7 separate regions of the Mus musculus genome follow, and all the other regions are linked to region 1. Evidence: chromatin contacts called from public Hi-C, HiChIP or PLAC-seq and Micro-C data. All regions are on one chromosome and are shown on one strand. Each heading gives the region's core, a stretch centred on a gene start, on an enhancer-like site or on the middle of the called end of the contact. The rest is flanking DNA. Distances are from core to core; before and after follow the strand shown. Region 1 holds the start of Myc (myelocytomatosis oncogene). Region 2 overlaps Gm20740 (predicted gene, 20740). Region 3 has its middle 15 kb from the start of Gm41335. Region 4 has its middle 100 kb from the start of Gm41335. Region 5 has its middle 73 kb from the start of Gm30159. Region 6 has its middle 17 kb from the start of Gm30159. Region 7 holds the start of 9930014A18Rik (RIKEN cDNA 9930014A18 gene).

What was found. Hi-C and Micro-C count contacts between places; a contact is called where the count stands out from the background. HiChIP or PLAC-seq counts read pairs in DNA pulled down with a chosen protein or histone mark.
Region 2: an H3K4me3 HiChIP or PLAC-seq map of the SCID.adh cell line shows a contact between it and region 1, with 11 times the contacts expected there. The contact joins the enhancer-like site here to the promoter of Myc in region 1. A contact is called at or near these places in 8 of 39 promoter capture datasets (the 3T3-L1 cell line, the C10 cell line, the HPC-7 cell line and 5 more), 1 of 484 Hi-C or Micro-C datasets (nephron progenitors) and 10 of 115 datasets of contacts at active chromatin or transcription factors (the NIH/3T3 cell line, the SCID.adh cell line, T-cell acute lymphoblastic leukemia and 6 more).
Region 3: a FOXA1 HiChIP or PLAC-seq map of pancreatic cancer cells shows a contact between it and region 1. The contact joins the enhancer-like site here to the promoter of Myc in region 1. A contact is called at or near these places in 9 of 39 promoter capture datasets (the 3T3-L1 cell line, cranial neural crest, frontonasal cranial neural crest and 4 more), 39 of 484 Hi-C or Micro-C datasets (the 3T3-L1 cell line, the AML12 cell line, the C2C12 cell line and 21 more), 28 of 115 datasets of contacts at active chromatin or transcription factors (the 230-238 cell line, the NIH/3T3 cell line, the SCID.adh cell line and 22 more) and 2 of 9 other capture datasets (adipose tissue and embryonic stem cells).
Region 4: an H3K4me3 HiChIP or PLAC-seq map of the SCID.adh cell line shows a contact between it and region 1, with 12 times the contacts expected there. The contact joins the enhancer-like site here to the promoter of Myc in region 1. A contact is called at or near these places in 6 of 39 promoter capture datasets (the HPC-7 cell line, cranial neural crest, hippocampal neurons and 3 more), 1 of 15 datasets of contacts at CTCF or cohesin (large pre-B cells), 5 of 484 Hi-C or Micro-C datasets (the HPC-7 cell line, the P5424 cell line, cerebellar granule neurons and 2 more), 13 of 115 datasets of contacts at active chromatin or transcription factors (the 230-238 cell line, the NIH/3T3 cell line, the SCID.adh cell line and 9 more) and 2 of 9 other capture datasets (embryonic stem cells and macrophages).
Region 5: a Hi-C map of the N1E-115 cell line shows a contact between it and region 1, with 20 times the contacts expected there. The contact joins the enhancer-like site here to the promoter of Myc in region 1. A contact is called at or near these places in 8 of 39 promoter capture datasets (the 3T3-L1 cell line, the C10 cell line, cranial neural crest and 4 more), 1 of 484 Hi-C or Micro-C datasets (the N1E-115 cell line) and 9 of 115 datasets of contacts at active chromatin or transcription factors (the 230-238 cell line, the SCID.adh cell line, T-cell acute lymphoblastic leukemia and 6 more).
Region 6: a contact with region 1 is called in a Hi-C map of uterus, with 6 times the contacts expected there. The contact joins the enhancer-like site here to the promoter of Myc in region 1. A contact is called at or near these places in 6 of 39 promoter capture datasets (the C10 cell line, liver, maxillary cranial neural crest and 2 more), 1 of 15 datasets of contacts at CTCF or cohesin (large pre-B cells), 15 of 484 Hi-C or Micro-C datasets (the G1E-ER4 cell line, adipose-derived mesenchymal stem cells, bone marrow-derived macrophages and 6 more), 18 of 115 datasets of contacts at active chromatin or transcription factors (the 230-238 cell line, the NIH/3T3 cell line, the SCID.adh cell line and 14 more) and 3 of 9 other capture datasets (adipose tissue, embryonic stem cells and pancreatic islet).
Region 7: a contact with region 1 is called in a Micro-C map of embryonic stem cells, with 5 times the contacts expected there. The contact joins the promoter of 9930014A18Rik here to the promoter of Myc in region 1. A contact is called at or near these places in 3 of 39 promoter capture datasets (the SN4741 cell line, liver and pre-B cells), 7 of 484 Hi-C or Micro-C datasets (LSK cells, cerebral cortex, embryonic stem cells and 2 more) and 2 of 115 datasets of contacts at active chromatin or transcription factors (embryonic stem cells and pancreatic cancer cells).

The regions. Positions count from the first base shown.
Region 1 is chr15:61,983,134-61,987,520 of GRCm38.p6, reverse strand. It overlaps Myc (myelocytomatosis oncogene), which reads right to left and starts at 2,180. Exons shown (of 3, transcript NM_001177352.1): 1 at 1,570-2,180; 2 at 1-14.
Region 2 is chr15:63,433,811-63,438,197 of GRCm38.p6, reverse strand. The region is part of intron 2 of Gm20740 (predicted gene, 20740); the gene reads left to right. Among named protein-coding and RNA genes, the nearest start is that of Gm20740, 44 kb to the left of the region's middle. Within about 2 kb of position 1,792, at least 5 of the 459 cell types and tissues checked have an H3K27ac peak or open chromatin away from gene starts, as enhancers often do. A contact at or near this core is called in the SCID.adh cell line and T-cell acute lymphoblastic leukemia, where this site is marked.
Region 3 is chr15:63,339,756-63,344,142 of GRCm38.p6, reverse strand. No RefSeq gene overlaps it. Among named protein-coding and RNA genes, the nearest start is that of Gm41335, 15 kb to the left of the region's middle. Within about 2 kb of position 1,997, at least 10 of the 459 cell types and tissues checked have an H3K27ac peak or open chromatin away from gene starts, as enhancers often do. A contact at or near this core is called in the G1E-ER4 cell line and pancreatic cancer cells, where this site is marked.
Region 4 is chr15:63,253,354-63,257,740 of GRCm38.p6, reverse strand. No RefSeq gene overlaps it. Among named protein-coding and RNA genes, the nearest start is that of Gm41335, 100 kb to the left of the region's middle. Within about 2 kb of position 1,775, at least 4 of the 459 cell types and tissues checked have an H3K27ac peak or open chromatin away from gene starts, as enhancers often do. A contact at or near this core is called in the P5424 cell line, the SCID.adh cell line and T-cell acute lymphoblastic leukemia, where this site is marked.
Region 5 is chr15:63,215,942-63,220,328 of GRCm38.p6, reverse strand. No RefSeq gene overlaps it. Among named protein-coding and RNA genes, the nearest start is that of Gm30159, 73 kb to the right of the region's middle. Within about 2 kb of position 1,723, at least 3 of the 459 cell types and tissues checked have an H3K27ac peak or open chromatin away from gene starts, as enhancers often do. A contact at or near this core is called in the N1E-115 cell line, where this site is marked.
Region 6 is chr15:63,160,690-63,165,076 of GRCm38.p6, reverse strand. No RefSeq gene overlaps it. Among named protein-coding and RNA genes, the nearest start is that of Gm30159, 17 kb to the right of the region's middle. Within about 2 kb of position 2,031, at least 37 of the 459 cell types and tissues checked have an H3K27ac peak or open chromatin away from gene starts, as enhancers often do. A contact at or near this core is called in the SCID.adh cell line, T-cell acute lymphoblastic leukemia, adipose tissue and 3 more, where this site is marked.
Region 7 is chr15:60,820,440-60,824,826 of GRCm38.p6, reverse strand. It overlaps 9930014A18Rik (RIKEN cDNA 9930014A18 gene), which reads right to left and starts at 1,862. Exons shown (of 3, transcript NR_030696.1): 1 at 44-1,862. It overlaps Lratd2 (LRAT domain containing 1), which reads left to right. Exons shown (of 2, transcript NM_001162926.1): 1 at 1-313; 2 at 836-4,387. The coding sequence starts at 932. The coding sequence ends at 1,864.

The DNA of each region.
Region 1 (4,387 bases), core at 931-3,430:
GTCGTGGCTGTCTGCTGGAGGGGGCACAGCAAGGGAAGCAAGTCTAGAGTTATCCAGCTCTGGTTGGTGCGGAAACCTGGCGCAGCGCGTACCCCAATCCTGAACCACTCCCCTTTCAGCGTGCTGTACTTCCAAGTGTGTGTGTGTGTGTGTGTGTGTGTGTGTGTGTGTGTGTGTGTGTGGTTGGGGGGGAGGCATGCACTCTTTTACTCCCTACTATCAGTGACGCTCGTCGGACTAGCAGCTGCTCCGAGTCCCCGCCTCCTTCGAGCAGGGACTTAGCCCTGCAGACGCCCAGGAATCGCCATCGGCCTTGGCTTCAGAGGCTGAGGGAGGCGACTGTAGGGAATACAGTCTGCTAAGAGCCGAGGCGCAAAGTTTTGCGCCACCTGAAGGAGAAAGGCGAGAGGCGCCGCGTCGCTCGGCCCCCTCCCGTGTGCCGGCTCTCTGCGCCGCCGACCGGGTCCGAGTCCCTATTCGCGCCGTCGCCGCGCTCCTACCCAGCCGGCGCCGCCGCCCCTCTCCGCCCTCCTCTTTCTCCACCCCCAGCGCGCCCCCTTCCTTCCTTTGCCGGCTTTTCTTTCCGATTGCTGACTTGGAGGAGAGAGCTCAGTCTCCGGCTATCACAAGCCTCTCGAAATAAAAGGGGAGGGGGTGTCAAATAATAAGAGACACCTCCCTTCTACACTCTAAACCGCGACGCCACTGCACCAGAGACCCTGCAGCGATTCAGCACTGGGTGCAGGGCGTCTTCCCTCTCCCCGCCGAGGGTAGCAGCTGTTACGGAACCGCTCAGATCACGACTCACCGCAGTCTTCCTAGCAATTCAGGGGCGCGAGGGATACCCGCGGATCCCAAGTAGGAATGTGAGGATTCCCTCTGGTTTCCCCCAAGTCAACGAATCGGTCACATCCCTGTCCCAATTTTGCTTCTCCTCACTGCGCTAGCCCAACATCAAGTCCTAGTGCCGCGGGGGTCAGGCTTAAATTTTACTACGATCACTATTTTTAAAGCCAAAATAGCAACTTCTTAAAAGGCTCAGGGACGGGTTGCGATCGCCGCCGGGGATTGGCGGGCGGGACGCACCTCCGTGTCGGTCCCAGGCTGTCAGAAATGCACCAAGCTGAAATTTAAATGCCCTCTCAGAGACTGGTAAGTCAGAAGCTACGGAGCCTTCTCGCTCCCAAACGCAAAAGGTAATCCCTTCTCCAAAGACCTCAGGATTCCAAGGGCTTTCTTTGGCCACCACGAAGCGACCTCCCGGTTTGACCCCTCAAAGGACACATATCAATTAATGTAGCAAAGCAAGAATGTCCAACCGGCCGGGTCAGCGTCAGCCCATAGTAACCTCGGGAACCCCGCTTCAAAATGCATCCCGGTTTTTCCCTTCCCCTTTCCTCTGTCATCTTGACAAGTCGCTCTACCCCGACTCAGATCTACCCCAGCCTACCCCAACTACTCTTGAGAAAAGTGTCAAAAGCACAGGAATGGAAGAAAGACTGTCCTAACCGGCCGCTACATTCAAGACGCAGAAAGAACACAGGGAAAGACCACCAGATCTGTGCTTACCGGGGTTTCCAACGCCCAAAGGAAATCCAGCCTTCAAACAGCTCGAGGAGCTCTTTTCAGGAGAGCTGATCGCGGGCAGAGGCAGAGAACACTGTCCCCAAATAGACAAAAATTCCCTCCCCGGAGCCTGGGGAGTCCTGTCCTGGCTCGCAGATTGTAAGTTCCAGTGAGAAGTGTCTGCCCGCTGCAATGGGCAAAGTTTCCCAGCGGCGGCGAGGGTTGCGGCCGCTGATGTTGGGTCAGTCGCAGGGTTGGGGAGAGTGGGCGGCAGGCTCGGAGGCAAAGCCCCTCTCACTCCAGAGCTGCCTTCTTAGGTCGCCCCGGAGCGCGGCTCTGCACACACGGCTCTTCCAACCGTCCGCTCACTCCCTCTGTCTCTCGCTGGAATTACTACAGCGAGTCAGAAAAAAACGCCCGAAAAGCTTCTTTTATACTGCGACTCAGGATCCCTCCCCTCCCTTCTTTTTCCCGCCAAGCGTCGGCGAAGCCCTGCCCTTCAGGAGGCAGGAGGGGAGCTGAGTGAGGCGAGTCGGACCCGGCAGCTGAGAGCAGCGCAGCCCAGGGGTCCTCGGCCGCGCAGACCCCCGGAATATAAAGGGCGGGTGGGCGGGGATTAGCCAGAGAATCTCTCTTTCTCCCTTCCCCACCTCTCTCTATTTTTTTTTCCTCCTCTCGCTTCCCCGCCCTCTGCTTTGGGAACTCGGGAGGGGGGCTAGTGGGGAGCCGGGGAAAGAGGAGGAGGAGCCTCAGCCCCGCAGCCCAGTACTCCGGCTCCGGGGTGTAAACAGTAATAGCGCAGCATGAATTAACTGCGCGCCCGACCATTTTCTCTTGCTCGCGCGCTAGTCCTTTCCCTTTCTGTACGGTTGTTCGGGCGCAGCGCTCGGCTGAACTGTGTTCTTGCCCTGCGTATATCAGTCACCGCAGGTGGAACAGCTGCCTCGCTCCACACAATACGCCATGTACCCTGGACCGCGTCACGCACGTCCCGGGCGGCCAGGCGTCTCTCTAAGGCTGGGGAAAACAGAATTTAGAAAGGGGGAAGGACGAACGAATGAGTTATCTAGGAGCCCCCGCTCAGTGTGTGGAGTGATAGAGGGTGATCAACCGCAGATGAGGTCTATGCAGGAAAAACGATGTCTGGAATTTTATTAAAATTGCTCAGCAACTCACTGCCACGTATACTTGGAGAGCCACTTAGGGATAAACAGCCACTCCATCTCGCGGGGAAGGCATTGTGTATTTTGCCTTTGGTCGTACAGTTATGTTGACTGGGCACATTCTTTCCAGAACGACCCCCCCCCCCAATTTGCTGCCAAAAGGCAGATTCCCCCCCCCCCCCACACACACACTCCAGCACCTCCGGTTCGGACTTCCACCCGGCGGGTGGTGTGGAGGCGGCTCTTTCCCCTGTAGGTCTCCCTGCGCAGTCCAGTAAAGTGGCGGCGGGTGCGCTCTACCCGGCTCCTCCGGGAGGAGTCTCTGCCGGTCTACACCCCATACACCTCCACACAGTTCCAGGGCCACAGTCGGTTTTCACAAGAGGCAAATCCTCTTTGCCCCTGTGGAGCCAGTTTGCAGCAGACTCTGGTTTAGGAGCTGGGGTGGGGAAAATCAAGGCGCTAGACGCGAGAATATGCCATGAATTGGGGGGTTGGGGAAAACCCGGACTTCCCAGAAAGGGGGAGGAGTGAATTGCCAACCCAGATCTGGGGAGCCTGCAGAGACCCTAGAATAAAGAAAACCGTTAACCCCTTCCTCCCAGGACAAACCCAAGCTTTCCCCTTTTATTACTGGAATCGTAATTATGCACTTAAAAAAAAAAGTCGGCCCTGATCAGATCAAAGTAACGTTACATTTTTGCCTTCGTATGTGTGTGTTAAGCTAATTAAAAGCTGATTTTAATTTATACATTAATTTCCCAGTTTCCTTTTTCCTGAATACTACGCTGTGCATTCTGTACAATCCCCAAACGTATACATACACACTTTATATATACACGATAATCTAGCTTATTAACCAACCAGAAACATGAGTCTTTTGCTCTGTGCATTGGTTCTAGATTTATTATATAATGCATATTCCCTCGGGATTTGCTTATCCTACACTTTAAAACCCAAAGAAGTCTTCTTATTCCGGACTCCTCGCCCCAAGGCACTTAAAGAAACCTCTCTCACTGCTACCCGGTTTAAAAAAAAAAAAAAAAAAAAAAAAGAAAGAAAAGAAAATACAGTAGCGTGTATAAGGTGCTCATTGTTCAAAGTTGTTATTAGCCACTGAGTTTGCAATTTAGGATTCAGCTGTTGAATGATAGTATCTTCCTTCATCGAGCTCATTGCACAATTCAGCTTTAAGGATTGCAAAATGACTACAGCCTCTAGGATTTTGCCTCAAACACCAAGAGCCACCAATCCCTAGTCTGCGTTTTGCTGCAGAGACTCTTTCCCCGCCCCCTCACCCCCCACCACCCGGGTTGTGGCTCTCGGATTTGTGAAAGTAAAGTAAGTGTGCCCTCTACTGGCCACAGAGACCACAGCGTTGCGAAGCCAACGAGGGCGGAGGTCGGATGGGGGCAGGGCTGCAGGGTTTCCAGGTTCTGGGAAGATGCTTCCTTGCCTAAGACAAGCTTCCGGTCATCCTTTAAATGACTCTTTTAGGCTGCAAAGGAGGCAAAGGAAGAGAAATTACTAGAGAAAAAAATGGTTCAGAGGTGGCTATTCAGTTGCAAAGAGGGGGAGTAGATGAACCCATCCCTACTTTCTGACAGTCACCCAAAACAGAGCCCTAGTTGTGGATGGGGAAAATGAATGAGTCACAG
Region 2 (4,387 bases), core at 543-3,042, 1.5 Mb before region 1:
GTAGGATTTTTTTTATTAGATATTTTCTTCATTTACATTTCAAATGGTATCCCTTTTCCTAGTTTCCTCCCCCCAAATCCCCTATACCCTCCCCCCCTGTCCTGTTCCTCAATCCACCCACTCCCACTTCCTGGCCCTGGCATTCCTCTGTACTGGGGCATATAATCTTCACAAGACCAAGGGCCTCTCCTCCCATTGAAGGCCGACTAGGCCATCCTCTGCTACATATGCAGCTAGAGACACGAGCTCTGTGGGTACTGGTTAGTTCATTTTGTTTTTTCTCCTATAGGCCTGCAGACCCCTTAAGCTCCTTGGGTACTTTTTCTATCTCCTTCATTGGGGGCCCTGTGTTCCATCCAATGGATAACTGTGAACATCCACTTCTGTATTTGCCAGGCACTGGCATAGCCTCACAAGAGATAGCTATATCAGGGTCCTGTCAGCAAAACCTTGTTGGCATATGCAATAGTGTCTGGGTTTGGTGGTTTTTATGGGATGGACCCCCAGGTGGGGCAGTCTCTGGATGGTCCTTCTTTCTGTCTCAGCTCCAAACTTTGTAACTCCTTCCATGGGTATTTCATTCCCCATTCTAAGAAGGAATTAAGTATCTATACTTCGGTCTTCCTTCTTGTGTTTCATTTGTTTTGCAAATTATATCTAGGGTATTCTAGGTTTCTGGGCTAATATCACTTATCAGTGAGTGCATATCATTTGTGTTCTTTTGTGATTGGGTTACCTCATTCAGAATGATATCCTCCAGGTCCATCCATTTGCCTAAGAATTTCATAAATTCATTGTTTTTAATAGCTGAGTAGTACCCATTGTGTAAATGTACCACATTTTTTGGTATCCATTCCTCTGTTGAAGGACATCTGGGTTCTATACAGCTATTATAAATAAGACTGCTATGTACATAGTGGAACATGTATCATTATTACCAGTTGGAACATCTTCTGGGTATATGTCCAGGAGAGGTATTGCTGGATCTTCCGGTAGTATTATGTTCAGTTTCTAAGGAACCACCAAACTGATTTCCAGAGTGGTTTGTATCCTGCCTTCCAAAGACACCGTCAACAAGACAAAAAGCCCACCAACAGATTGGGAAAGGATCTTTACCAACCCTAAATCCAATAGGGGACTAATATCCAATATATACAAAGAATTCAAGAAGCAGGACTCCAGAAAACCAAATAAGCCTATTAAAAATGGGGTACAGAGCTAAAGAATTCTCAACTAAGGAATACCGAATGGATGAAAAGTACCTGAAAAAATGTTCAACATTCATAATCATCAGGGAAATGCAAATCAAAACAACCCTGAGATTCCATCTCATACCAGTCAGGATATTTATAAAGGTGAAAGTTCAGTGGTATATACCAAGAACAATGCCAATCTCTTATGTTCCAGTGTGTTATAATTTATCTAACAGTTTTATTTATTTTATCTGTTTATTTAGTGTGTATGTGTAGGGGAGTCAGGTCAGAGTCCAATGTTTCAAGAGTTATTTCCCACCTCCTATCATGTGTGTTGTGGGGCTTAAACTTAACTCATCAGGCTTGGCAGTAAGTGCTTTTACCTGCTGAGCTACCTTAAAAGCCCCTGAGAGACTTTGATACATTAGCTCTGTGATAAAACCCAGAAAGCATAGCAATTCTTAATAATTAGTCAATGTGAGGACCTTTATTTTAATGGAAAACATGTTTTAATGGAAAACATGCAGCTCCGACTAGCCACATATTCATTGACACATGTGGTCTCACTGCAACACTGTCACACTTTGCCCTAAACACCTGGACTCTAGAAAAAAAATGCAGTCACAGTGACACTTCCTCTCATGTATTCTTGAAATGCATGCAAGCTCAGGGTATATCTCCCAGTACTGTTAGCATGCGTGCAGGCTGGCTCACTACCCACAGCCTTCTACCTGCCACACTGGGACAGGCAATGTTGGATGGAGAAGAAAACAAAGCTGTTCTATTCAGAACACTATCCCATAGACTTCCTCTGAGAGATTCGTACCAGGCAGAGAACACAACACATTCTAACAATCAAGTATCAGTGGTGAGTGATTGGAATGAAAAGAAGTATATGGAAGCTAAATGCAAGAAGCCGTACATGGAAAGCAACATCAAATGCTGCCTTATAGCAAAATATCACATGCAAGATAGTTAGTCCAAACAAGTGAAGAGAAGCAGCATACTTATCAAGTGGAAACACAAATTTTGGAGTAAGATCTTACGTTCACTAGTGAAGTATAAGCAGCAGACATGAACCTGTGCTCTCTCTACACTGTGTGCCTTTAGGTGGTCTGCCTACGGGAAACATGACTGCCTCTCTGCTCTCCCCGTTAATGTACTCATGATTCTAGATATCAGGTAAACTTCTGCCCTAGAATTTTGTCTACAAAATGGGTCTAGTTATAGCCCCCCTCTCCCAGGATTTCTTTGTGGTCAGTATGCTACGCATCACGTGCAAATTGACTTAGATTGGTGATTGGCACATAGTAAATTTTTAACAAGAATAGAGCTTCCATTTTTAATATTTTTCATTTATATTCCCCCCTATGGTGTTCAACACAAGACCTTCAATAGGTATTAAATAAATATATTGAAATGTTTGTATCAGATGGAATGGGGGGCAAAATTTAAATATGATAAATGCTCATTTCATGCATAGTCCTCATTTGACTTTGATTAATTGCATGTAATTGTCAGCACAGTCAAAATATAAAACAGTCTTTACACCCTAAATGCCCTCTGTTGGGATCCCTCAGCTCTGGGCTCAAGGCCCTTACAAATCTGCCTTCTGTCACTGTAGTTGATTTACTCAGTCTCTAGAATTTGTATCAGTAGATCATGGATTTCATACTAATTTCACATGCAATCATGTGCTTTTTTTTTTCTGGCTCTTCTGCACAATGTGAATGGGTATAAGAGCCCATTTTTTTGAATTTTTCCTTGTATTTTATTTTTTTCCTGTGTTTATAATTGATTTGGATTACTGAGTAATATATCACGACAAAGATATATTAAGATTTATTCATCTATTTACTTGTGAATGGAATCTTTTACTCCTCTTCAATTTTGGCTGTAGTAAAGCTAGAATGATAATTCACATGTACATATTCATTTGGACATATGTTTTCATTCATGGCTGGTAACTATGTAGTTATGTAATTCTGGAACTGCATAACAAACAATACTTATTCAGAGTCATATATAAACATATTCCTGCATGAACATTTCCCACAATAGCTATAGCATTTTGCTTTACCAATATTGTATGTGTTGTCAGTTATATTCATTCTCAATAAAAAAAATGGTCTTGATATTAGAAAACATATTTCTATGAAATATGTAGTGGCATATTCTGCTTGATTTTTATTTCTCTCATGACTGATCTTGTACTGGGGTGAACTTCAGGATTTTTTACACATTAGGTACTGCCACTGAGCTACAAGTATGCCTTTTTCATTTATTTAGATTTTTTTTATTATCATATAGTTATATTATACAAATAGTAAGGTTCATAGTGGCACTCCAGAAAATTGCTTATTTGACAGTGTTTATCACCACCCCATTATTTCTTGTTTTCCCACCTTCTGCTCACCCCTTCTTCTTTCCAGTCCCCTTAATACATTCATGTCTCATATGCTTACGTGTATATAAATATTTATTAAACATAATCTAGGCTCCACCGGTGAAGGAAAACAAGTAGCATCTGCCTCCTAAGGCCTGTCTTTCTTTGCTTGTGATGATATCTGGTTCCATCCATTTTCCTGCCAATTACATAATTTCATTCTTTATGACTGAATGAAGCTCCCTTGTGTATACCTTTCACATTTTCTTCATCTGTTTATTTCTTGGTAGACTCTCATACTGATCATATAGCTTGGCTTTTCATCTTTTCTGTGTCTTTTGCTCTCCGTTATTTAAAAAAATATGTTCATTTCCCTGATAGTTTCATATTTTATATTACTTAATATTTTTGTTGTCTTTTAATGAATGGTGTTTAACTTTGCCCTGCCTGGTGGCTAAGATTTGGCTCATTTTAAGCCTTTCTGATAAATTGACTTTTACTGTAGCTAGTTTCAAGCTTGTGAGAACTAACTGTAGTTTTGTGATCATTTCCACATGCTGTAGAAACACTTTAGAGGAATCTTCATTACAATTGGTTAGATTATGAACACTTGTAATGTTTTGCAGCTCTTAGCTTCCTGGTAATTGTACAGTTTGCTTCTTGTATTGTTGAATATATTTGTCTATCACTACAAGTCATGTCTTTTGAATTAGTGAGTATACGTTTGCCTTTATATTTAGCCATTGACTCAGAGGAACAGTTACAGATGCCTTTAACATTTAACATTCTCAACTCTGTAGTTTGCTTC
Region 3 (4,387 bases), core at 748-3,247, 1.4 Mb before region 1:
AAGTAAATTTAATAAGAGCTATACAATGAACTTACTGAAGGCTTCTCCTTGTCCTCCTTCCTTTCCTTCTCCCGCCCTCTTCTTCCTTCTCCTCCTGCCCCACCTCTTTCTCCTCCTTCTCCTTCAATCCCAAGCTCAATTCCATAACATTTCTAATGGGATATATAACATACTAAGCCACCCAAGAAGATTCTCTTTTACATTGAAAAGCATATGTGATAAGTTCCTTCTTCACAAAAGCCAGTGCTTTAGCACAAGGGCTTCTGGCAAACAGAAATAGTGGCAAGTTCATTGAATGCAGTGAGGAATAATTAGGTGTTATGTTCTTATCTTTAATCAGTTAGGTACAGATTGCTGAAGACTTTATGGATAATATCCAACTTCACTGAAATATAAAAGATGGCCAGGAATTAATTAGATAACCTAGGATGTGGAGAAGGGTTGGTTTAAATGGAAAACATACTCAAAGATCAAAGACAAAATACTCAGTAGTACCTTCCTGAGACAAAAAGAATTCCAATATGACTGAATCCTAGAGATGAAGTCATGGAATGAGGTACAAGGGAAGGCTGAAGTGATGGGTCAGTCATATGGTCCTATAAAAAGGCAATGGAGGAATTAATGCACTTAAGACTTTGAATTAACAAGAGGAGACTGAACTTTAAAAAGATTCCTTATAGTTGTATAAATGCCAAGAGCATGTGCACAGACTTGAAATGGTAACTGTAATGGAGTCAGAGATGCTGGTTGATATCTGGATATAGGATAAAAAGATCTAACAAAAGAGGATAGAGACCAGTGGGTGGATCTGAGAAATTTTTAGGGAAAACAATTAATCACTTATCAATGACTCATTCAATATAAAAGAATGACCAAAACGTGATTAAAGATTAGGTTGGTAGTTTAAAATTTAACAACTATTGGATAATAGCATTATATATTAGCCTGAGAAAGAGCATATTTAGAGTATCGAGGTCATAACTATGATTTTATCTGACATTTATTAAATATTTACTATCTACCAATGGCTTTTATGTTTTACAGACATCTATATATTTAATTTACTAATAAGCATTAGAGTTTAGAATAGTTTATTTAGTCTTTCCATAAGCATATAGCTTGTCTCTAGTAGGACTGAAATGGCAATATAGAGGCTCTAGTTCCAAAAGCCCTTAGTGTACCCCTTCCCATACTGCAGGTCTTATTTAGAAAGGCTGAATAAAACAGGGCTCTAGAGTACAGAAACACAAGATGAGCAAGAGACATAAATTTGGAAGCCATCATATTAATCATCCTAGACTGTAAAATTTCAGTGGTTTCACAGAGCAAATGCAATTTCTTGCTCATACTAGCCATCAGGAATGCACAAACTTGTTGATTTTTAAAGGGAGTTTCCCTTTACGTATTGACTCTAGAGTTCTGAGTCTTCCAACCTTTGTGCCTACTACTTCTTGGTAACTTCTTGGCATCTCTTTTCCCTTTCTCTTTCTGCAGGTAATTGATAAACTGAAGTAGAGTAGAAGATTTTAATGCCAAGGCTAGAGGGAATATACATTACTCCTTTTTAAAATTACAGTGTACAGGACAATTCATGTGGTCCCAACTGACCACTCACATTTATGGATGGGGTAGAATGAAAATTAGGAGATCTCACTGAAACATATGTAATTATTCAAGTCCCAGAGTGAATAAATATAGAATTAGAAATGTGGCTGAGGTCAGAGAATTGACAAGATCTTTATGGTAATGATGATGATTAATAATAGCTAAAACATTTAGAGCACTTACAGTATTCCAGGCTTATATGCATACATTAATTCCTGAAATCCTTATAAAAGCCCTTTGATGTAATGGTATTATTATATCTTTTAATATAGACCAAGGAGTAAAGAGCAAGTAAATAACTCTCTTGAGGTCACAGACTTCTAAGTGGCAGAACAAGAATTTGAATGTAGGGCGTCTGCTTCCAGAGTCTGTGAGTTTAACTGATGTCATATGCTACATAATTATTAACTTCAAATACTTGAAGAATGTCACATTAATATGTAAGTATCTTTGCTATGAGTTCCCAAGGGATAGAATTATAACTAACAAATGGAATGGAAATGATGGCAGTGCTCAGCCCAGAAGAAGGAAGTGCTTTCTAAAAGGAGCTGTCTCAAAGGAAGCAAACTGCAGCCTGAGATAGTGCAATCTTCATCAGCGGAGGTGCCCAAGCATACTAAGAGAAAACCCTTGATAAGGATGCCAATCCAATCATCCAGTAGAGATCCAATCATCCAGTGAGTGCTTCAAGGAGATAACCACTATTCTTCTCGAATATTCAAGAGTTGGAAAGTTTTGCAAATACATGCTTGCCAAGATTTCCTGAGGAGTGTAAACTTTCAGAATTAGTGTCTCAAAGTAAGTTCTAAAAGCTGTATCATCCAAGAACTGGACCTGAAGCTAGCTAGAACAGTGAGTTCTCAACCTTCCGAATGCAGTGACCCTTTAAATAAAGTTCCTCATGTCGTGGTGACCCTCAAACGTAATTTTGCTACTGTTATGACTAGCAGTATAGATATTGGTCTTTGGGGGTCATGACCTACAGGTTGAGAGTCATTGAGCTGGAAGGAGAAGGCTGGGGAGGGTGTAGAATAAATAATTCCTTACCTTTGAATCTTAGCAGTTTACTTAGAAGCAAAGGCTCATGGTTGTGTATTGACAGAGGGCCACCTATAGAATTCTAACCTGGAGATGAGCCCATGATTTGTACATGGTAGAAGATCTCCATTTTGGCTCAGTAGTACTGGCTCTCTGCTCCAGAAGCCTCTGTTTCTATTTTATAAAAGTGGTTTCCCAGGTTTAAGACTTATCTGAATCAATGGGAGAGCTCAATAAACCAACTGCACCTTCTCATTCAGTGCATTGAGGCTAGAGCTTGCAAACTTTCCTACCCCAGTGCTGTTCTTGCCTCTGCTTTCACCTTTTAGGAGACTACTCTCTGGGAACCATTGCTCTAACAGGGGCTTCTGGTTCAATACCATAAGCCTTTGTTTATATGTCTAGCTTCTCCTTGCTTATCTTTGTTTTACCCCCACCTAACCCACCATGGGTTTCTTGATAAAATTTTACTGAGGAAATGCATTGAAAGAAATATTAGTTTTCTAGAAGTTCAAAGAGGGGAAAGAAATCATGGGAATCTTTCAGAAGAGAAATCCTGTGTTGTCACCTTTCACATAGCTGGAAGCATGACTCATGCAAAGACATGCCTATCTTTGCTGAAAAGCAAACACAGACACACCAGTTTTGTGTGTCCTGGAATGTGCATCAGAGACGTCTCCTTATCACCTCTTCCTCATTCTTTTTCTGTCTCTTTAAATAGATGGTCACCACCACTTCATGCAAGGAAAGTATTATTTAGAGTGTGGAATGCAATTTGCTTCTTCCCAGAGTTAGTTCCCTTCGGACTGTCTTTGGATGAACTTTGCAGTCTTCACTGAAGGGGGAACCCTTTCCCACTGTTCTCTGGGAGAGCCACGGCTTTGAAGTCACAGCTGGCTTGACTAAACTCATTTCCTCCCTCCACAATGTGCCTCTGATGCAGTGTTGGCTGAGGCTCCCCCTTGCCGGCTCCTGCTATTGAACCAGACCCAAGTGCAATGTTTAATGTGAGTGTTTGGCTTGGCTTGAATTTGGCCAAATCATCTGTACTTCGTTTCATTTGAAAGCTCTACTTTTTTTTTCCCTCCCCGTTTCTCTCTCAAATAGTTCATTCCAGATGTTTTTGATTTGTCTTTCTGTGGTCCACTCCACCCAGTTCCTAAATCAGTAAATCATTTTCATGCTTCTTCCAAAATCTAAGCAAAGAGAAGTGCTCAATTAGAAAGAGCAACTGATTATTGGTTCCTTAGGCTTCAGTGTGGCTCTTTTCTTCAGGAACTACATTTCCAAGGTAGGAGAGAATGTGACAGAACATGTAGATTCCAAATTCCTAGCATTCAGGATCAGAGAGTATGCACAATAGGGATGTGTACATAATATGAACATCCAATTTTATTGCCTAGTTCAAGGCTTGATAGCACTGTTCTTGTTTGAATGCTTTCTGTGACTCAAGTGCACATGGAGACACCCATTCTATGAGCTTATGTGTATCCTTACATGACAGAAATACTAACTAATCAAGATCCCAGCAATTTTCTCATGGTGATGGAGGCAAGGGTAAACAGATGGAGCTAAGATGCAGGGAATGGTTATTTTATTGTCATTATAAGGAGTGAGGGCCTTATGAGAAAGTCCCATATCTGACAGATTAGGGAAGCTAGAAGGAGAAAAATTGCACACATTCAGAGTTTCTCAGAGTTTAAGAATTTACAAAGAAACTCTTGGATGCAACTAGGTGATAAAG
Region 4 (4,387 bases), core at 526-3,025, 1.3 Mb before region 1:
CCACAGAATACACATTTTGTGTAATAGGGACATAGTAAAGAACAGGTAAATAAAGCAGTGAAATCATGTTGAGGGTGGTGGGAGATGGTAAGAGAATATTTTCAGATTCAGTGTCTAGGAATAATATGGGAATAGATGTATGAATCTGCTTTCAGTAGGTCATGAGGCACCACTCTGAGGAGAAGATACTGAAGGTCAGCATGAGAGATGCGACATTAACTAGAACCTGTCCAGGGAGAAAGAAAGAGAGAGAGAGAAAGAGACAGAGAGAGACAGAGACAGAGACAGAGGACAATTTGTATAAAATATAAGTAAAAATATTTCTGTAGAAAGCCAGAGAAGAATTTTTGAAATTATTTCCATCTTCTTATAGAAAAAGGCACATATAGGACTCCTAGAGATGTCACAGCAGAGGTGGGAGACACTTTTCACAGTGGACAAGTAAGGTGCGGGCCTTGTGTGCCATCATGGCTTTCCTTGCCACTAGTTAATCCTGCTGTGGTGGCATTAAGTAGTCACAGAACTCATGGACATGAACTATGACTTAGTCACCGATTACAAAATGTTACTCTTCTTTGGATTTTTTTCTTTTAAAACAGATATATGACCTTTGCTTATTGGGCTTTCCAATAAGTGATCAGTGTTTAATCTTTGAGGACCTTTTCCTATTGTAATGGGTTAACTCTTAGGCTGGGTTGTTGCTTATCAGTTACAAGGTCCTGGAGTCACTGTGACTCTTACATGAACGGGCTGGATGTGTTTCCAAACTCACACTCCAATGCTTCTTTTGCATGGTCAGAGAAAACCCCCTTTTCTTGGCTTCTTGTATTTCTATCCCTTTCAGTCAAATTCTGTTTTTAAAAACAATCTAGGGGCTGTAGATGTAGCTTAGTGGTAGAATATCTGTCTAATGTGCAAAGACCCTGGGATTAATTTCTGCATAGAAAATAAGTAGTGTATATTCCTTTCCCATATCAAATTGTTTCTTCCCAAACCAACTCCAACAACATTTCCATCTCTGGCTCCCCCTCCTCCCACTCTGACTACATGAAGTCTTGTCTTAAACTAGACAGGTCTTTGTAAACCTTTTACCCACTTGTGTGTTATAGAAGTTATGCTATGGGACTTAGACGCTATGTCATGAAAGACAATATAGCATCTCCTTCTTTGTTGTGAACCCTGAATCACTTAAGACGTTTGTGGAACATGTCATCTTTCTAGTACTCATCAGAGTTTTCTAAGGTAGAGTTAAGTTTTGCCAAGGAAGAGAGGTCTTTTATTACATAGCTAGAGAACATGTGTACATACAGAAGCCATTTCCCAGAGAGTAACTGAGGATTTGGGAACAGATCTCCATCTCCAGCAAACCTGTGGCCAGTGAAGTATTTTATTCATGAGAGTGGAATTGGGAGTGATGACAAATGCAGAAAAGGGAACACGATCATGAAAAATCTCAGACACACATTCTCTATCACTGGATGTCCACAGATTGTAAAGTGTACATATCTTGTTATATTACTCTCCTATAGATAATTCAATAGTCCATATATATATATATATATATATATATCAACACATAACTATATATTTACATATACATGTGCATATATATTTTTCTTTCATAATTCTCCCCCCTTTTTCCCATCAGAGTAGAGTACAGTGCAATTACCTCTTCGTTCATCTTGATCATCTCTTTCTTTTAGGCAGACTGCAGGGAACACTACTTTGAAAGCCAGATACCACAGATAAACTCACAGCTGGCCCAGTGCTGGTGCCAAGAACTCCTCTGTGCTCCAACTGAGAAACACCTGCCTCTGTAGGCCACAGACCCATCCCTTGAAACACCCTGGGAACCCCATCTCTGAGCATCCTCCAAGCTGTTATCTTGACACAATCACCAGGTTCAGGGTTTTTTAATCTGGCAGATTAAATCTTCATGTGGAAGAGGAGAAAGATCCCATCCTTGTAATTTTTCACCTACACCATTTCTCAGCTGTCTCCGTTTAACCTGCCATATTTATGGCCCAACTGTAATTTAGAAGAACACTTAGAAAATGCCAGTTTCAAAGGACAGCTCTGTCAAATTGCCTCTAAGAGTAGCTTTCTGAGTGAGTGCAGTGAACTGTGGTGAAGCTGATGATTTCAGTCAATTAGGTTTCAGACCAGACATTTTTTTTAAAGTATTCTGAAAGAGAGAACACATTTGGGAGGTAGAATCAAACAGTTATCACCTAAATGTAGATCAAGGAGGAAGAAATAACAAAAAACCTATTCAGGCTTTTTATAGATGCAAGTGCAGCAAAGGTCATTTGAGTGCTGCTATAGTGTGTTCATTCTGCATACAGTAGAAGTCACCAATTTTGAAGGAGGTCTAAAAAGTCTATGTAGACAAATGGGAGATCAGTAGGCATTTGGCAAGCATGAGTGGCAGGAACAATCTTAGTGAGATATATACAGGGCAGGTATACATCGGGATGCAGATGCTGAAACAGCCAGTTAGCCAGGAATCACATGTCATGGAGTCATCATGTGAGAGCTTGGATCAGAGAGGATGAGTGATCTAGAAAGGAGTAGGACCAATTTCAGGGGAGAGGGCTAGCACTCATCAGTGGTAATGCCTGAAGTGGAGGATCAGTGGGCAACTACTATGTTACTTCTCCATTCCCACTTTCCATTATTTAAAGGTGCCACCCAATGGCCAACTCCACTTGCAAACTTACTGGTAAGAGTACCACACTGTAGGACATAGTGTCACAGAATACAAGAAGTAGAAGGTCAGTTTAAGAACAGCATGCAAATGAAGTCACCTGCCCACTGAACAACTGCGCCCTCTCCTTCGTCAAATCTTAAAATTCTTTAACCTTCATTAACTCACTTTTAAAGAAAGTATTTAAATTCTTTACTGGGCATAAAATTTGAGCAGTTGAGGAATACGTTGGGAAAAAAAGAATGTTCCAAGAGTTTCAAATGTTAGATGAAAGTAACTCCATTCCTAGGCAAACAGAAATTCATAAATATGCATGGAGACTTAGATGCAAAAAATGTGTATCTTGTTTATGCTATTGAAAGTTGGAAGAAACTGAAAGTAAAGGTAATACACCCAGTATTTGGGTGTTTTAAAATAGGTGATTTCTGCTCCCAAGGCTACTGTATTCACTCAAGGCAGAATACAAAGGATCATAAGAATAGAATGGAGTGCTATAGAGATGGCGGGAGGAGCAAGGACAGTCAATGAAGGCCTCTATTCAAGCAACAAATGCAATGCAAAGAATACAGAAATGCTGGGAGACAATTTTCACATTTATATCTAAATGTAAAATTTCAAGAAGAAATTTCTTCTTGACGGAAAAGGGTAATAAATTCATTTGTTCTCAGAATCACTCAGAGAAACACTGTGTTTGGGAGGCAGGCTGCTGAAGTACAGACTATCCAGCGATGACGTCAGGGTGATTAGAACCTGCCAGTGTAATTAGAACCTAAGTGACCTGCAGTTCCTTCCAATTCTAGTTCTGCTTCTGACAGTGAATGCCCTTGATAGTGCCCTCGTGCCAGTTTGGGGTATGTATAACCAGAACCAGCTTCCATGCACTGGCACTGAGTACTTCACAAACAGATGAGTAGCATTTCTCTCCTAGGATGAGAGACTCTGGGGAACTCACTCCCTGGCCTGGCTAGTTTGTGGTCTTGGTGTTCACTGTGTCCCCAGCTACAGCATCTTCAGTTTCCACCTCGCTGGAATCCTGCTTCAGACTTGCTCTAAAAAATGAAAGATGCCTACTTGTGTATTAAAATCCTCCTCTTCCTACCCAGAAGTGTGCCTGCCATAAGTTTGATCTCCTGGAGTCTAAATCATCATCCTCTAGGCAGGTCAGAACAAAGTTAGAAATACGACCTCACTCTTTTGTAGCTCTTTGATCTTTTGAAGTTACCAAAAATTTCCCAGTTAATCAAAAAGACTAGAAACACCTGAAGTGCTTAGCACAGGCTTAATTTTATAGTATGTATTTAATAAACTATTCTTACTACTTGTTTTCTCAAACACTTTGAGTAAAAGTAGTACTAGTTATTCTCCCAATGAAAGCTCTCATCTCCCGAACCTGCGGTCCCTCTTTCACATTTTGGCTCATGCTGTTTAGTCCTCCTGGAGTGTTCTCTCTCTCTCTCTCTCTCTCTCTCTCTCTCTCTCTCTCTCTCTCTCTCTCTCTCTCTCTCTCTCTCTCTCTCTCTCTCTCTCTCTCTTAATATGACCTTCAGTTATGGCTTTCTCCATAAACACTTAACCTAGATAACCAAAATAGAAAAGAGCTTTTAAAAGAAACCCACCGATGCTTTTTTTTTCTGTCTGATAAAAACACAGATTCCTTTCAGTTTTGAATTGGATATTTTA
Region 5 (4,387 bases), core at 474-2,973, 1.2 Mb before region 1:
TCACGAAACAAACCATCCTCATGAACACTCTAATGAGAAGCTAGCTGAAAATGTAACGGTTTCAATTCAAGTAAATCAGAGTATACTCTTACATGTTTCAGGGGACATGTTTTGTGGTTTTAAATTTATCTTGAGATTCCTATGCTTCATGTGTACTGAAGCCAAAAGGAAAAGATGAAAGAGAAGAGTTCAGATAAAACCCAGGACACTGCTTATTTTAAATATTCTTTTTTGAAATGTGAGATGCTCTTTATTTTGATTTTGCTGTTAAAATCAGAGACACAACCCATTAGACACTCTGCAACACTCAGCTTGTCTTTGAGTTCTTTATTCTGGATTGAATACTGCTGGCCTGGCCTGCATCTGGGGTATTTTATTTTTTCCTTCTAGATATCACTGGAGACATTTTCTGAGGGCAACCTATGTATCTTCTCATACTCCCTTGTTTTCTTTCCCCCTGTTTTCTAGCCCATCTCTGTCCTTCCTGCCCTCAGCACCAGGAACCTTCTTTGTACTTCCCTATGACCTTCTATCCATCCTATAACTTGCTTTGGTTTTTGGCTCCTCACAGTCATCCACCTCACTTATGCAATGAGTTCTGAGACCACAGAAGTAAAATTCAGATGCAACATGTACCCTTAGAATCATTCACGCATCTGTCAGAGCAAATCAGGATGCTCCTGGGTGCCAAGAATACTTTGCTTCCTCAGGCATGACCAGTTATTTGGATTCTCTTTTTCTCTTAGACAACTCACATACACATTTCAAAGTACCCAGACCTTTGCTGAAATGGCAAAGTTGTTGCGCACAAAGGCAACACATTCTAATCTATCCATCAGTAGCAACACATAATGTTGAAAAGGACCCATTAACTAGGATATATCATTAGCTATATAACTTTGGAAAAACTACTTAAAATATCGAGGGAACACTTATTAATTATTATTATTATTATGTAAATATGGTGGTAAGGAATTGATAAATATATCATTTAATGCTCTGAGAATAATGACTAAGTGACTGGCCAGTCACTGGGCTATCCATAACTAGAAAATAAGATTTTAGTAGTGAAATAAATGTTTTTAATATTCAACCCAGAAACTGGACTTTGCTGCTTATTAGCCAGGCATGTGTGAACATTTTAATAATCTCTTTTGAGTTTGTTATCTCCTCTACAAAAAAAGGAAATAATTAAAATAACTCAGAAAGCTACATTTTTATTGTTCATTTCTAAAATATATTTACTTATTTGCTGGCAATATCATCTTTTGAGGAGACTGGCATAGTTTGTAGTTCTAGTGGATCCTGGTAGATTTTATGGGCACATTGTCAGATCCATTCAACAATGTGAATTAGTTACTCAAGATTTCTTTTCTGCATGGGGTCTATAAGGGATGATGCTACGTGATCCTCTACAGGAAGCTAGTGTGGTGTCAATTCCTATTCTCCAAGTAAGAGATGTATTGGCACCATGCCCAGACAGCGGATGTCAGTAGAAGATCACATTGGAGCATCTATCTCCTTAATTATGAAATGAGGCCTGTCTATTTTTCTCTACAAAGGCTCTGGGACTCCTATGGATTCCCCTGAAGGTGCCTTAATCCCTTAAAGATACTAAACTGAATCCTTTCTTAGATGCTCAATTGAAACCTGAGGTTAGGGTAAAGTACATTTAAAGTTTTACAGCTCTCTGTGTGGGACTGGACAAAGCTCTTAAACATTTTATGGACCCCTAGGTAGCTACTTAAAGCAACTGTGGCTCCCAGAGAGCCAGGCACAGCTGTGAGTTGTGAAAACACAGCTTGATAAAATAATTTCACACATAGTTAGCAATGGCCTTATGTCTTTTTCTATGATGTTCTTTGTATTTTCACTTGACTTTTCATTCAAGCTCACCTGGAATCCACAGTAAGAGTGTAGTCTACCCAAAACCAGATAATGACTCTAATCTTACCTTGCTCATGGATGAATACAAGGTGATAGGTAGAGTTAACAAAGGAAAATCTAGACAATGTCATGTAAATTATTTTTTTTTTGCTGCCATTTGTTAATTACATGGATTTTTAATAGATTTTCTGATGTTAATGCATGAGATAACTGAAGTTCAGAAAAGCTGACTTCTCAGAAATGCAGGTGCCTTTGAGGGCCTCCATGCAGAAGTACATTAAAATGACATGGAAAGTACAAACTCTCACCTGTCTTCCATCCAGCTTCTGGCTACTCATGCCACTTTAGTATCAAGTGCTCTGATGTCAGAAACATAGTATTTAGAAGCAACTCTGATAAAGTTGCATTGCTGCCCGAGTTCAAAGCTAAGGCCTAAGCTACATGGTGAGTCTCCATCTTTTAGGGTATCCCAGGAATACTTTTTCCTCTCGATTTGAGACAATTTGGTGTAGTTTAGTATAGTTTCTAAAAATTGCATGGGGACCCTTGCTTGGACTTGTGCAGTTGTAGGAAAAAATGTAAGCATGCCGGCCTGCTTGGCATAGGATGCTTCTAAAGAAGAAGCATGGCACATGTTCCTGAAGTCAGAATACTGAGTTTTAAGGTGACCCTAGTAGCTGGTAGCTGACTAGCAGACAAGAGTCTACACTTTACATGTCGTTTCCAACATGTTTCATCTGCCTAGACACCTTCATTATTCAATTTGGGGTAATATGCTAACCATACAGTGGAAGCCAATAGGCTTCCACTATATAACTGGTTGTTCACATACAATAGGCCCTCTTCTGAGTGGTTTATCTTTGTGCCCTTTACCAATCCACGGCCATTGCTATTTTGTTGTAGGACATTCAGTAATCACAATACATAATCATCTTCATAAAGATGGTTTACTCCCAAGGATGATCCGGAGAAGAGGGAGACACCAGATTTTCACAGCTTCTGTTTTGCTAAATTTTGTCCCATAACTTCCAAGATCAGTACAATTTTCTTATCTGCAAACATTTCTAGAGGGTATAAAATCAACATTATCTGAAGGTACATTTGTGCTCAACCTTCTGTAAAATAGTTCTGCTTTTAGGGCATTTGATGGAAGGAAGGAGTACAGTAATCAATGTGTACAGGTCTCTGTTTTCAAAGGATTTTGGTCACAATAACCTTGATGTGATAATCTCTTCAGAGTCTATATGTGTATATAAACAAACAGTAAAGCACAAACATATATAGTTTTAATTTGTCATCTATGCAATAATACTGTTTAAAAGATGTTTTTTTGACCAATTGAAGTTGTTACCAGTTTGTATAGCTTTAACCAGCTACAGACAAAGATTTATAAAAATCTGCACCTGGACAACATAGTTAACAAATATGAATTTGTATTATCAGAATACAGATATGAACTCCAGAATATGAACTCAAGCCAACCCTTCCTCAATCAGATGTCATTTCCATCATACTGTGCTGTCCCTTGGATATTCTATAAAGCTCTAATGGAAGAGTGAGTGGGCTTGGAGCTAATGCAGAGGTGAAATCAAGAGGAAACAGGAGGGAATTGAGGTCATCTAAGTTTTTGAAGTTGAAATTTCTTGGCCAAGAAACCCAGTGAAATAGGAAGCTACGGGGAATATGTTAGAAAAGTGGTGGGGTATTAAAGGCAGCTAAAAGGAAGAGCTCTCATCTGTACATGAGTATAAGTTTTAGCTACTTTTTTTCCCCAAAATTAATCTTTTCAGCAGTGAGGACATACTTCCATTTATTGGCATCAATAAGCCAGAATTTTTATATTCCCTAATCCAAAAAGGAAGTTTGAACAATTATATTATAAACCTGTCAGTTTCCCAAGAGGCAAACAGGAAAAATGAGAGGAGTAGATGAGATTTAGGGAGACAATTTTATTCATTTTCTCTGTATTGGGCATGCACACATTTCATGAATTTGGCAACTCAGAGAAATGAGACTGGGAAGGATGTCTGCTCCCAGAGATGGGCCAGTTCTATGACCACCACTTTTCATCTTGTAAGGAAAAACTGCCTTAGCACCTCATTTAGAGTGTAATGCTACCATTCCAGGAGGAATTGTCAGGCCACGGAGGGAAGAACATTGACGCACTGGCATAGATTCTTTAGAGTTCAAGCACTCGAATGAGATGATTGGATAAATTACTCAACATCTATACCCACAGGCTAGAAGTGGTCCCAACTGTCGAGGGCTATAATTTTGTAGCACTATTTCATACTTAATTTTTGATATTTGGTATCTTTACTTTTCACTGACATTAGAAAATAGTATCAAAGAACTCAAAGGGACCTCAGTGCTTAAGTTCTTTGTATAATTTATTTTTTTATAAACTGAGAGAGGATCTAGAAAAGGCAGAGTCTTGTCCTCAATTACAGTGACAGTTTTAACCAGAATGAAAATTTCCTCGCTTGTGCACAAATAAATG
Region 6 (4,387 bases), core at 782-3,281, 1.2 Mb before region 1:
ATGGAGAAATATCTTTCCATTGGTCTCTACCTGTTTACTGATGGTATTCTGATCCTATAAGATACAAACTGGTCTGGGAGCACAGGGCATCTTTCTGCTCAGTTCCAGTAAAAATCAGCAGTCTTCTATAACAGGCATCATGAGGTTGGAGCATCTCCAGCATAGATTGCTTATCCCAGCTAACTGAGCCTTGCAAATTTGCTAACTACACTGCCTTTGAACTGACAACTTTCACATGATCTAGCTCCATGACTTGCCTTTTTCTAGTGCTTTAATATGAAGATTTATGCTAACACTTTTTAGATTCATATAATGCACCAGGCTCTGTGGCAATGCATAGGTGTTCATTTTCATTTTTATACAATCTTGGGGGATATCATTACCCCCATAATATATATAGAGAGAGAAGTAAGAAGTCAGAGGGGTTGAAGGAGAGATCATGATGAACACTCTCATTCATTTGATGTTTTCTGAAGAACATTTGTACCCCAGACCTTGAACTGGACTTGAGATTGAAGACAAAGGCATGGCTTCTAGCATCTGCACATTTTCCCTTCAGGTCACTGTTGGATGTGCAAAAGAGATGAGGGGACATAAGAGGGGGAAGTGGGGCTGGAGCTTGTGGCAAACACCCTGGACTTGTCTGGTGTGGGATGCATGTCCCACCTCCTCCATCCTTCTACTCAAGCCTCCTCCATGGCTCTCCCCTCCTCCCCCATGGCATCAAATCCTCCCCTTTCTGAGCCAGACAATAGTTCTTTCTGGAACATCTTCCTTGGAAGGATAACAACAGTGTTTTTGCTGCTGGTGTCATCATGTGATCAAAGCATAGCTCAGGAAATGGGGTCCTCTGAAAACTGTTTATCTAAAATCTCTTGTTTCACCATTTGGAGTGTTTTAAGAGAACGGTCTGCACCTTCTCTCCCGAGGGCAAAGATTTCAGTTACCTGTGTACTAAGAGGCAAACAGAGGCCACACATACTTGTGCAGTAAAAGAAAATACCCCCCATGTAGAATGACCCCTGCCTGCCTTTGTGCCCCCCCCAACCACCACCACCCCCAACCCCAGCTGCTCTGGAGGACATGAGGAAATCCTGATCTAGTTTTTCACAGGAAGTCTGAGTGATTCTAGGCAGGGAAGATTTAAAGACAAAAAGCTCTAATTCCAGACTTAGGTGGGAGTGTTTTTATTACTGACAAAAACCAGAGTTCCCTTTCTGGGTTATTCAGATGAACTCAGAGTAAATATTTATCCTTTCAGCTAATAGGTCTGTTTCGAGGAGTTCGGTACTCCCAGACAACCAGGCTGATGGATCGTTTCTTGATTCCCCACTTGGAGGAGGACTGGGCAAAACTACTTGGCACAAAGAGCCCTTTTCCTGTGGCCTGCCTGTTTCTGTGTATGAGGTATAACACCCTTCTTTGTGCCAGAACAGGGTGGGTGTGAGGGAAGGCCTTGCTAGGACCTCCCAGCTCCACCATTCTGAAATGATTTAATGGTCATATCGTCAGTGTTCCCAGAGCAAACAGCCACCCACCTCTGAAGAGGAGAAAGATGGATGGCTACATCAGCAGCCCCCACCCTTCTCTTGTGTTTCAAAGCGGGACTTTGTTCACTGCAATTTGCACAGAGTGCAGAATTCATGCCATGGGCACTCCCAATGTACAGAGTACACAGGCACACACACACACACACACAGACGAGGATTTACATACATGAATAAATGCAAAGGTTACATATGGACATAATGCAGGGAGAGTTTTGAGGAGAGGGACTCCTCATTTATTCATCTTTGTATTCTCACATTGCCTAGCAATGCCTGGCACAGAGAAGATGATTAATACATAGTTTTTGAATGAATACATGAATAATTATAATTGCAACCATTTAGTTAGCACTTAGCAAGTGCCAGGCAAGAAGAAATGTGCTTCATAAACCATTCTCTTCTTTAACCCTCGCCAAGAGCCAGTGAGTGAGGTGCTCATACTCTCCTAGTTGCACAGATGTGAAGAGAGAAGGTTTTAGGCAAAGCATTTCGCTGAAGATGACAGCCTGGCTTGTGGTAGCAAAAGACATGTGACTCCAGAGCTGATGCTCATCCTTTCTGGAGCAAAGCTAAAAATACTTGTATAGCTGTCACATGTAGAGAGCAGCAGTGTCATTGCTGAGGCTCAAAACCTTATCTGTAAGCCTTGAGCATAAAGTGTCTTTGCTCTGCAACCCCAGTTATCTGGAGCTCAAGGATGCTCTGTCCTCAGAGTAAGGATGATGGGTCTCTGATGGATAGCAATAAGAACCTTTGTTTTGCACTTTTTGAGAAATACAGACATATCTGAAAGAGAGAATTGATCCCTCCCTTTCCCCCTCCTTCCCTATCCTCTTCCCCTCTCCCTCTTTCCCTCTCTCCTTTTTTTTTATTGGATATTTTATTTATTTGCATTTCAAAGGTTATTCACTTTCCCAGTTTCCCCTCCAGAAACCCCTTATCCCATCCTCCCTCCCCCTGCTTCTATGAAGGTGCTTCCCCACCCACCCACTCCTGCCTCCCTGCCATGGCATACACTGGGGCATCAAACTTTCACAGGACCAAGGGTCTCTCCTCCCCTTGATGTCTAACAAGGCCATCCTCTGCTACATATGCAGCTGGAGCCATGGGTTCCTCCATGTGTACTCTTTGGTTGGTGGTTTAGTCCCTGGGAGCTCTGGGGATGGGGGTGGGGGGAGTCTGGTAGGTTGATATTATTGCTCTTCCTATGGGGTTGCAAACTCCTTCAGTTCCTTCAGTTCTTTCTCTAACTCCTTCCTTGGGAATCCCATGCTCAGTCCAATGGTTGTCTGTGCGCATCTGCTTCTGTATTTGTCCGGCTCTGGTAGAGCTTCTCAGGAGACAGCTATGTCAGGCTCCTGTCATCAAGCACTTCTTGGCATCTGCAACAGTGTTTCAGTTTGGTGTTTGTATATGGGATGGATGCCCAGGTTGGGGAGTCTCCGGATGGCTTTCCTTTAATCTCTGCTCCAAACTTTGTCTCCATATTTGCTCCTATGAGTATTTTGTTACCCCTTCTAAGAAGGATTGAAGCTTCCACACTTTGGTCTTCCTTCTTCTTGAGCTTCATGTAGTCTGTGAATTATATCTTGGGTATTCTGAGATTTTGGGGTAATATCCATTTATTCAGTGAGTGCATACCATGTGTGTTCTTTTGTAACTTAGTTACCTCACTCAGGATGATATCTTCTAATTCCATCCATGTGCCTAAGAATTTCATAAATTCATTGTTTTTAATAGCTCTGTAGTACTCCATTGTGTAAATGTACCACATTTTCTGTATCCATTCCTCTGTTGAAGGACATCTGGGATCTTTCAAGCTTCTGGCTGTTGTAAATAAGGCTGCTATGAACATAGTGGAGCATGTGTCCTTTATTTCTTTCTATGTTGTATAACAGTGGCACAGAGGCCAATGTTTCAGTGAAACCAGCATCTGTAAAAGATGATACCTATTCCAGTTAATCCAGCTTTGCTTAGTTCACAAGTTCTCTAACTACATAAGCCTTTTAAAAAAAACGATCATTTCCATAAGGTCTACCTTCTATACGTTGCTAATTTCCAAAGTCCTTTAATATGAATATTTGTGCTATCACTTTAGACTCCTGTAAAGCACCTTTCTGTTCTAATACATACATGTGTATGTCCAGTTTTTATGGAACCCTGGGTATAAGCATTGCTATTCCCTTCCTCTTCTTTCCTCTCTTCTTCTTTCCTCCCTCCTTCTCTTCTCCCTCCTCTTCCTTCTTAGCTTCTACCCACTCCCTCCATTCCTTGTGCTCCTCTCAAAATCATGATTCCCCCATGCCTATGTCCTGAATACTGAGGTTAGTGGTGTGCATGACCTCATTTAACACTGTACTAATTTTCTGTTTGTCCCAGAAAAAATTAACACTTATTTGGCATTTTCTAGTGCTCCCTTATTGTCTTACTTTTCTGTAGGTCAGAAGTCTCAAGTAGACTTGGCTAGGCTATCCTTGGAAAAACATGAGGCTGAATTCAAGGTGAGTACTGGTTGGACTCTCTTTTTTTTTTTTTTTTTTGGGGAGGCTCTGAGAAAACAGATTTAAACTTATTTTTAAATCCACTCATGATGTTTGGTAAAATTTAGCTCTTTGTAGTTGCAAATGGATGCCTGTTTCCTTGATGTCTGCTGTTCAAATATTTGTGTTTATTTGAAAATTCATATTTAAACTTAATGGAAGGGGGCATGAAGAAGTATGGCTTTGAAAAATAACGGAATGACAAAGGCCCTAATCTCAGAAATGGATAAACATTTTTATATGGTAGAAGAAACTAGCTCAGCTTTTTCCATCTTTCCACCCCATTTGCCTTATCAGAAA
Region 7 (4,387 bases), core at 613-3,112, 1.2 Mb after region 1:
GGAAACCCAGCTAGCTCCTTCGGCTTCCCTCCTCGTGCCCCACCTTCCTGGAAATCTGCGTGAGGGGTCGTGCAGCAACGATCGTGAACAGGCATTGCCCCCCATCTTCAAGTCTTGGGGCTCTACACAACCGCGGGGGGCGGCGAGGGAGAAATGCGTCCTTCCCCGAAGCCCAGCTTCGCCTTGGTCTGCGCTGGGAGAGGAGGCACTGCGGAGCCCACACCTGCGAACTCGCCCTAGAAGTCTCGGGTGCGGCAGGGTGCCCCTCCCGGTCCCCTAGGGCTTCTACCTCTCGGGGAGAGAGTCCGCGCAGGTAATCTGAACCCCAGGGCAGGCGCGCGGGGGAGGGGCCGACGAGCCGCAGTGACTTGCGGCAGGTGAGTCTAGTCCGGAGGCTCACCTGCCACCTCCACGCCAAGGTAGCCTAGCAGGTTCTTGGGGGTGCAGACATTGAAGGACGTCAAAGGGCTAGTTAGGATCCGGAGTGGGAGGGGAAGTTAGGAAAGAGAAGGAAATTGGAATAAAGTTTCTATTTCCTTCCCTCCCCCACTCCTGCCCAGGGTTGGCAGGTAGGGCGCGGGCGGAAGCTGTCGGAGCTGCTGATGCAATGGCTTTGGCTGGGTCCAGGTGATAGCTGGAGGAAGGGGAAAGCTGGAGTGGCCATGTCTCCAGTGATCGTGACCTTAGTGGTGTAGAAACGCGAGGAAGCACGTCCCCCAGACTTCTCCTAAAATGGCTCCAGGTGCTCGGGCCCCTACCGGTTCTTTTTCAAGAAACAAACGTCTTTTTCTGGAGTGGCACCTACAAACATCTCCCTCGTCTTCTCTTCCAACAGGTGGCTTTAGCCCCTGCCCGGGCACCAGTGCCAATGACTCTGACGGTGGTTTCGCTTTCTCCTCTTGAAGTCTTGTGAACGAGAGTCCACAGCGTAATGGGCAACCAGGTGGAAAAACTGACCCACCTAAGTTATAAGGAAGTTCCCACGGCCGACCCGACCGGCGTGGATCGAGACGATGGGCCCCGCATCGGAGTCTCTTATATTTTCTCCAATGACGACGAGGATGTGGAACCTCAGCCACCGCCCCAGGGGCTTGATGGCGGAGCTTTGTCCGACTCCGGGGATCGGCCTCCCCTGCCCCCGCCGCAGCCCTACGACCCGCGGCAGCACGAGGTGGAATGCTCGGTGTTTTATCGTGATGAGTGCATCTATCAGAAAAGCTTCGCGCCAGGATCGGCGGCTCTGAGCACCTACACACCGGAGAACTTGCTCAACAAGTGCAGTCCGGGTGACCTGGTGGAGTTTGTATCGCAGGCTCAATACCCGCACTGGGCTGTCTACGTGGGCAATTTCCAGGTGGTGCATTTGCACCGGCTGGAGGTGAGCAACAGCTTCCTGACCGATGCGAGCCAGGGCCGGCGCGGCCGCGTGGTCAACGATCTGTATCGCTACAAGCCACTGAGCCCTAGCGCTGTAGTGCGCAACGCGCTGGCCCACGTGGGCGCCAAGGAGCGCGAGCTCAGCTGGCGCAACTCCGAGAGCTTTGCGGCCTGGTGCCGCTATGGCAAACGCGAGTTCAAGATCGGTGGCGAGCTGCGCATCGGCAAGCAGCCCTACCGTTTGCAGATTCAGCTCTCGGCTCAGCGCAGCCACACTCTCGAGTTCCAGAGCCTGGAGGACTTGATCATGGAGAAGCGGCGCAACGACCAGATCGGACGCGCGGCGGTGCTACAGGAGCTCGCCACGCACCTGCACCCGGCTGAGCCGGATGAGGGCGACAGCGACGCGACTCGGACTACACCGTCCCCCCTGCGTCCCCCAGCATCGGGCTCCGAGGAGGAGAACGGAGACTCGGTCGTGCACTGATACTTGAACTGGGCTCAGAGCTACAAAAGGAAGCTGTTTGCTGCAGCCACGCCCTCTTCCTCCCGCTCTTCTCCCCCCCCCAACACTTGGGCCCCATTTAGTATTCCTGGGCCTTTTGGAAAAAGCGGAGTTGGTGAAATGTACTGCAGGCTTTGGACAGGGGAGGAGGAAGGGGACTTAGGGAGCAGGTAGGATTGGCTGGTGGGTGGCCATGGGATGCTTTTTCTTCAGGCCCTCTCAGTCCACCTTCCTTTCCCAGGTGGGGTAAAGTGGGAACTTGCTTGCGGCTTCAACCCTATCAGATCTGGGACCAAATTTAACCCTTCGTATACAAGCAGGCTTGGGGGAAATCTCAGAGCACATTTGCCCTGCATTCTGTCTCTCTGGATCCCTCACTACACTCAGCTTGGAGGATGCAGGGTACAAAGGCCGGAGAGGATTGGGGAGGAGCCGCTTCGGGTCTGCTGGGAGAACTGCTTATCTGCTTCCCCCGCTGAGCTGTGCTTGGGATCCTAGAAGCTGGAGTGATTTATTTTTATGGGATTCCCGGGGCACAAGGCTGCTGAAACTACAAGATCTGGGATCAGCAGACCAAAACCAAACAGCCCCGTATTAAGTGCAGCAAATACTTTAGCAAACTCAGGCTACAGGCTACAAAAGGATTTCACTACCTCCCCCTCCCTATCCCCAAGTACCTCCTCTTGGGAAGCTGGCTCTAAGCGGAGTCTTTGGCTTAGACTCCAATTCCTTCCCCCGGTTACAAGTAAATCATTGTCAAGGGCCAGCCAGGGAAAGGATTCAATTAAGGTGCCATTCTGCCTCCTGTGTTTTTGGCCTGCTGTTGTGGACTCTTAGAGCTATGGTGTTGTTATCAGGGGAGGCAATAGCCCTTTGTGTCTCTGATCTAATTAAACCTGTTTGGCGTGTTCATCTGCAGGTCACAGATGGGGTTGGCTTGTGCCACCCCATAAAGTATCCTCTAGGGAATCAACCAGTGCTACCCTGGAAAGAATTAAATCTCTCCTTGTCCCCTTGCTAAGTGGTGAAAGTAACCCTTTAAAAACCAAGCTGGACCTAGGGTTCGTTTTGCTTTTTGTTTTTCTCTCCCTGGTCTCCCTTCCTCGACAGACAGTTGCTGTGGTAGGGTGAGGGTTACTTTGCCATCCATGATGGGTGAAGTTTAAAGTACAAAGTCTTGTCATATGTACCCAATTTCTTTGTGGCTTGGAGAACATCCGATTCAGAACCCTTTACTAAGGGTGGTGGCATCAGACACAGATCCCATGTAGTACTGTCAGAAGAGATTTGATGACAGTCCCAAACGTAGGTTGGTGGTGGCGGCATTCGGACAGGCTGAAGAGGTAGCAATTGTGTCTGCAACTGAACTTCCGTGCACTTTAGTACAAGGCTTTAAGACTGCGACAGCCTGGTGCCTGAACCGAAGGCAGACCTTTGACTGCCGAGGGCTTATAGGCAGTCTGTCAACTGCTTTCAAAAACTGAGCATACTTAAAGGCCTTTGCTGCTTCCACCAGTTTTTATAACACTGGAACTAGTTCTTAGATTGGAACAAAATCTTACTTGAGTGTCCTGAAGCCACGGTCATTGTTGGGCTTCTTGCTTGGGGAATCTTTGAACTCCCCCTCCCCCCTTTTTTTAATAAGCCTAAATCTTCATAGTACCTCAGTATGAAACGGTTTCGTTAGTTATAAAGGCATCAAATGCTCTTTCTGCTTTTATAATGCTTACCAAGCAAGTCCTTGTTCTTTGAATGTCAAAGATGAGCTACCTACACACTAGCCTTGGTTTCAGACATTGGAGGAGAACCATTTTCTAGTTAGGAGTATGGATCTGATTTCCCTGTTTAATGAGCTCATAGGTATTTGATTACATAGTCTTGTCCATGGAACAGCAGAGAGAATAAACACAGAGGATATTATTTAGGGAAACCTATGTCTAACAGATTTGTGAAAGTGGAAATTGATGCCCGCTGTGTAGACTGCAGGAGGGGAGGAATCAGAATGGCTGTCCACCAGCAGCTCTGGAATAGCAAACTCTCCCGGCTCTCCCATCCTTGCCTTCTTTCTCAGACCTCAAAGACCATACTAAGTGTAGCAGGTAACTTGTGTTATATATGAAGTACCTGCAAAGGAAGAACTCCTAAGGTCCACCCCACCTGTAGCATTCCTCTTTGAAAGTTGATCTGTTTCAGACGATGGTTTCTGGAATGTGCTGCCAGCAGTTTTGCTGGGTACTAATAATGCCAAATATGTAATACTTAGGAAGAGCTAACACGCTGAAAGTTTTCTTAGGGGGTAGAAAGTCTAAGGCAGTGGTCCTCAACCTGTGGGTCCTGATCCTTTTGGATGTTGCATGCTAGGTATTTGCATTACGGTTCATAACAGTAGCAAAATTATAGTTATGAAGTAACAACAGAATAATTCTGTGGTTGAGGGTCACTACAACCTGAGAAAGTAACCATATTTAAGGGTCATAGGATTCGGTCGAGAACCATTGCTCTAAA